2 separate regions of the Mus musculus genome follow, and region 1 is linked to region 2. The links are chromatin contacts, called in public Micro-C maps. All regions are on one chromosome and are shown on one strand. Each heading gives the region's core, a stretch centred on a gene start, on an enhancer-like site or on the middle of the called end of the contact. The rest is flanking DNA. Distances are from core to core; before and after follow the strand shown.

Evidence for each region. Hi-C and Micro-C count contacts between places; a contact is called where the count stands out from the background.
Region 1: a contact with region 2 is called in a Micro-C map of the G1E-ER4 cell line. The contact joins the promoter of Cpsf2 here to the promoter of Calm1 in region 2. A contact is called at or near these places in 2 of 484 Hi-C or Micro-C datasets (the G1E-ER4 cell line and regulatory T cells) and 1 of 9 other capture datasets (liver).

The regions. Positions count from the first base shown.
Region 1 is chr12:101,974,709-101,977,408 of GRCm38.p6, forward strand. It overlaps Cpsf2 (cleavage and polyadenylation specific factor 2), which reads left to right and starts at 1,266. Exons shown (of 15, transcript NM_016856.3): 1 at 1,266-1,426. Ndufb1 (NADH:ubiquinone oxidoreductase subunit B1) reads right to left here and starts at 1,030. Exons shown (of 3, transcript NM_001378525.1): 1 at 952-1,030.
Region 2 is chr12:100,198,103-100,200,802 of GRCm38.p6, forward strand. Calm1 (calmodulin 1) reads left to right here and starts at 1,333. Exons shown (of 6, transcript NM_009790.5): 1 at 1,333-1,614. The coding sequence starts at 1,612.

The DNA.
Region 1 (2,700 bases), core at 16-2,515, 1.8 Mb after region 2:
AAATAACTCCTCCTCTCTTTTCTTCTTTGCAGAGCCTCTCTCTCTCTCTCTCTCTCTCTCTCTCTCTCTCTCTCTCTCTCTCTCCATGTGTGTGTGTGTGAGACTTTTTAAAAACAAAAAACAACTAACCCCACATCCCACATATTTCTTAATATTTTTCTCTAACACAAGGTATTTCCCTTAAATACCACCTGCCTCTGCTTTCCAAGTGCTGGGATTAAAGTTTCTTTCCCTTTTCAAGAATAACAGACACTGCTGTGAGTCTTATTTTGCTGAGTCTTCTATCTGGATTCATGCTGGAAACATGTAGACTTTTTTTGTTGTTTTGTTTTTCAAGACAGGGGTTCTCTTTAAAGCCCTGGCTGCCCTGGAACTCACTCTGTAGACCAGCCTGGCCTTGAACTCAGAAATCCACCTGCCTCTGCTTTCCAAGTGCTGGGATTAAAGGCATGCGCCACCACCACTGCAGGCACATGTAGACTTTTTAAGAGATAATACCTTGTGTTGGACTGGACCCCACAGTTCTTTATAATTATTACAAAGTGTCACCTAAGATATGGAATGGATGGAGCAAAACCGAAACCGTTGAGATCATAACACGGACTGGAAACCAAGCAGAAAGCCTTGTTTTTAAAAGGCAAATGGCTACGTGCGGGTTTCACAATCAGGAGAGTTGGACGAGGAGACAGACGCCTGGGCGACCGCGCCCCGCTTCTGGATAGGAGCTGCATTCCCTATTGTGGGCTCAAGAGTCGGATCCTTGAGAACCCTTCCGAGTCCCCCGAGAGCCAGGCCATCAGATCGTCCCCAGAGCAGTCTTTGTAAAAGGCGTGGGGCGGGCAGCGCGCAGGGGTCACCGAAGGCGACCCTGTTTCCCCTCCATGCGAGCGTTCCCCAGAACCCTCCCGCCCGCATCACCACCACGGGTGGCGCCGGGGTCCCCAGACCCACCTTCAGCCTGGTGACAAGGCGACCAAGGACAGCCGCAGGGAGCTAGGCCACTGGCGCCGGCGGAAGCCGTGACCTAAGGAGCTGCCACTCGCCGCGCCAGCCCTGATGAGAGGGGGTGGCGTCGGCAAACCGGCGCTTCTCTCTCCCTTCTCACGCGCGAATCCCGTACATCTTAAGCTGTGAATGATCGCGACACGTTTTGAATAAGACGTGGATCCAGGCTGACAAGGTTTGCGAGCTTTTGCGCTGTCCTCTTCCCTGACCCGGTTCGTCACCACCCCTACAGATGGTGTCGCCCGGGTCGTCCCCGCCTCAGCCGCTCTGCTCAGGCCCAAGATGGCGGCCACCACACAGGGGCTCCTGCCGGCTGCTCTCCGCCGCTGAGCGCGCGCTAGCTCTGCTCGCTCTCCGACCTGCGTTCCACTAGGGGTTGGGAAGGGCGGCGGACGGTGCCGGGGGGAGATTGGCCTGGCAGGTGAGGACGGGAGACGGAAAGGAGCCTTCGGGTTGGGAGGAGGCCCTCAAGGGGATGGGTTCCCGCGTCGGCCCGGTGTCGCCCGGACGCGCTCCCGCGGTTTCGGTTGTGACAGTCTCCGTGGTTCCTGGAACAAGCGTTCCGCAAGGGGGAAGAGAAGTGACTTTTCCCCGGGCTGAAACCTCGGGGTGTTGGGGCGCGCCTATGCTTCCTCCTTGCCCTCCCTCCTGTCTAGTTCCTCTGAGCTTTCATCAGCTGGAGCTAAAAGTTAATCCGCGTCCAGCCTGGGCTCTTTCCCCTTGTACCGCCGTACTCCCCAAGCCTCCCCATCTCTGCCTTTCCCATCTTGGGCTCAGAGAACACGAGGCCAGCAGGTGCCTTCGTAGCTCCTTAATTCCAAAGACCCTTGAGAGGCTCATGCCACGCCTTGATAGAATTAACTTCTCTCGGCGCTACCACAATCACCACGTTTCCCAAGATCCCATTCCTAGTTTCCTTGCTTACGTACTTTTCAGGAAACCAGAAGTCAGGCCATATCCAGCCCCAGTACTCTGGCCCCTGTGACAAGGAGAACTTAAGCATCATCTATGCCTACTTTTCTACCCTTTAATTTTACGATTCCTTTGCCCCTTTCAAAGCCTTTCTTTACCTGAACGATTAAAGAGAGACTTCTCCCACTGTGAGCCCCAGGACTAGTCCAGATCCGTCTTTGCGTATTTCTCATTAGTTGACCTCAGCGTGAACGATCATTCTTGAGAAAGCAAGTATCTGGTATATATTCGAGATGAAGCAGAGGTAGTCGAAGTCACTGCCCTGGGGGAATTCCCGATATGGTGGGTTCAGTGCGTTCAGCACATTTATTTCTATTGCTTCGAGCACTGTGCTTGGTTTGGGAGATGCAAAGATGATCGCTTTTGGACACAATCATCATCCCTTGGCAAACACTCCTCCTGCCTCCTTTGTGCTAAGTAATGAAGCTTTACCTGGGGACAATGAAAAGCTTGCACCTGAGCCAGATCAAGAGGAATTTGCTAAGCCTGGGAGAACAAAGTTATTCCTGGGTGCAGAAGAGGGATTAAAAACTTGAGAAGGCTGAGCACTGTTGGGGAGATTTTTAACAAATCAAAAACTGGAAGAGTGGTTGGTGCAGACTGAAGGTGCAGATTAGGTCGGCTTGTGAGTGGTCTTGGAGCTTGTCTTGCATTTAGTCAGCAGGAAGCTGGTGCACACTTGGCAGGGAGTGGGCAGGAGGTATTTATGTCTTAGGATGATCT
Region 2 (2,700 bases), core at 83-2,582:
GTACCCTTGGGGGGGGGGGGCTGCCTGCTACAGCTTCTCCTTAAACAGCAGGTTAACCCTTTCTGTAGCATTCTAGGAAGAACAAATTGAAGCGCAGTCCCACAGCTGCTGACATACTGTCTGAGGTGATCCTAAGAAGTCCTCTGGCGTTTGCAATGTTCAGGGACATTTTTGAATCTTTTAAAACACCTATCTGCAAACTTTGACAAAGCCAGAAAAGAAAGGTAACTAGTCTTTCCAGAGAGGAGCATGCTAATCACACATTTTGCCACAATTTCTGAAAGAAGAAACAACCTGCAGCTTGTCCTGGCCTTGCAAACAAAAGATCAAATTCTGCGCTTTGTCTTGGCAAGAAACGAAACTGCAGCATTTTGTTAAGATTTTCTTCTTCTTCTTTTAAGTTCCAGGCTCCAAACTAAGACCTGAAACAGTTTTTGGTCGTCCCTGTCCCCACCCCCACCCTAGTTTACAGAAGAACAAAGAATAGTAAATTTAAAGGTTAAAACATTATTTAAGGACTATAATTAAGATTGTAATTAAGATAGTGGAGCACCCTACTAGAATCAATTGGCTGCACAAGTTCCAGCTGTAATCAGAGTGATCCTGTGTATCTTTCCCCTTCTTTGTATATATCAATTTATGAATTTCCAGGACCAGGACAATTAGGAAAAACTCAAAAGCGTGGGCTCTGAGGGCGACATAAGCCGCTCACTACGTTAATTTTGGAAGCAGGCCTAATAGAATTTGCCACAGGAAATAAGGAACAAACCTAGCAAGGGACAACTCTTCAAGCATCTTTAAAATTTTAGTAGGTATGTAAAAACACGAAAACTAGACTGGTTGAGCGTGTCAACACCACACAGACCTAGCAACTGAGCTTCTAACTGTGCCTCGGACAGTTCTCCAAAATGAGAAAAGTAACATTATCTGACCAATTTCTTCCCCAAGGCCAACCACCGTGTCCTCAACACAGTCCTCTCGCCTCTACAGCTAAGGTTGGATTCCGCCTCCCCGCGGCTGTCCTCAGCCCCTAGATCTCCTCCAGGTCCTCCCCTGTGGGGGACCCAGGATTGGTGGCTCTGCAACCTCGAAGCCACCAGGAGTGGTGGGAGGGGGGACACACAGGTGAAGTGGGGCTGAGTGACGGACACGCGCCTGGAAGCCCGGGACGGCCCCCCAGATTTCGCTACGCAGGCATTCCAGCTCTAGAGGACTCTTGCAGCAACAGACCAGCACCCTCGCTCAGGTCTCCGACTCCCCAGTGACCCCTGCCCGCGTAATGGGCCCGCCGCGCCGGGCGCGCCTGGGGGGCGGAGCCTTGCGGTGAGGTCCGGCTGCCGCAGCGCCGCCCTGCGCGAGGCGGTACTGCCGCGGCGGAGGGATACCGCGCACCGTATATATATCGCGGCACACAGGCTCGCGCTACGGCAGTGGTGCTGGGAGTCTCGTGTCCGTGGTGCCGTTACTCGAAGTCGGGCGGCGGCTGAGGCTCAGCGCACAACGCAGGTAGCGCGTTAGCAGCAGCAGAAGCGGAGGCACCTCGGCGGTCACAGCCCCTGCGCTGGTGCAGCCACCCTCGCCTGCTCCGTTCTTCCTTCCTTCGCTCGCACCATGGTAGGTTGGGATCGGCAGTGGCAGACGTAGCAGCTGCCCGAGCTTTCTGAACAGATTTGTAGTTGAGTCTTGGGGTCTCCCCCTTTTCCTGGTTGAGGTTACCCCCTACCCCATTTTGCCAGGTGTTACGCAGCAGCTGCAGTGAAAGGGGATGTATTTTCGGGTTTGCATCTCCGCTCTGGCTGCCAGAGAACCTCCTCTGAGTTTTGGGCGCCTCTGGGGCTGGACTCTACAGTGGGCTGTGCGCGGGCTGGAGCCGCTGCCACAGCTGCACCGGGGCCTTCCGCATCCACCCCCTCCGCCAGCCCCGCACCCACTGCATCCAACGCGCCGCACCCGGGCTGCCTGCAGCGCAGCGCCTCGGCCGGGGCCAGCGGGGCGGGGGAGCCGGGCGGGGCAGGCCGCGACGTCCCGGTAGTCAGTCCCCGACCGCGGAGAATGAATGGGTCGCGGCGAGCCGGGAGACGTACAGGGCTTGGACCGCGGCCTCGGGGTGTCCTCAGCCACCTTCAGACCCCCTGACCAGCCCAGTCGGGAGTCCCCCCTCGCTTGCGGTCCCCTCCTTCCTCCCGGGGGGCGCGGCGCGGGCGTGAGCTGGGAAGGAAGGAGCCGGGGAAGGGTGGGGTTGGGGGCAGGAAGGCGAAGGCTGGGGGGCGGAGAGGGCGGAAGCGGCCGCCCTGCGCCCGGGCGGGGCCCCGCAGGGTGGCCGCGCGCGTGGCTGGGCCGTGCGACCTCGGTCCCCCTCCCGGTGCCGCGCGAGACGGGCGCGATCGCTCGTGTCCGCGGGGAGGCCCCTTCCCGCGGGAGGTGCTCGGCTCGCGCTAATTGGGGCGGCAGGGCGGGGGAGGAGAGAGTTGGCGCGCTCCTCGGTTTCCATTAGAGACGCAAAGTTTCTGCTGGGGAGGAGGCGGCGGCAGGCTCAGTGCCTGGGGGAGCAGGAGCGGTGGGAGGTGCTGGAGATAGGCAGCACCACGGTCCTGGGGCCCCTTTGGGTCTTCACCCTAGTGCGGCCCCTCGCCCGGCATGCCCCTTGTCTCTCGCTGCTCCCTGGGCGGCAGGGAGATGCCCATCTGTACGTTTCCGCTT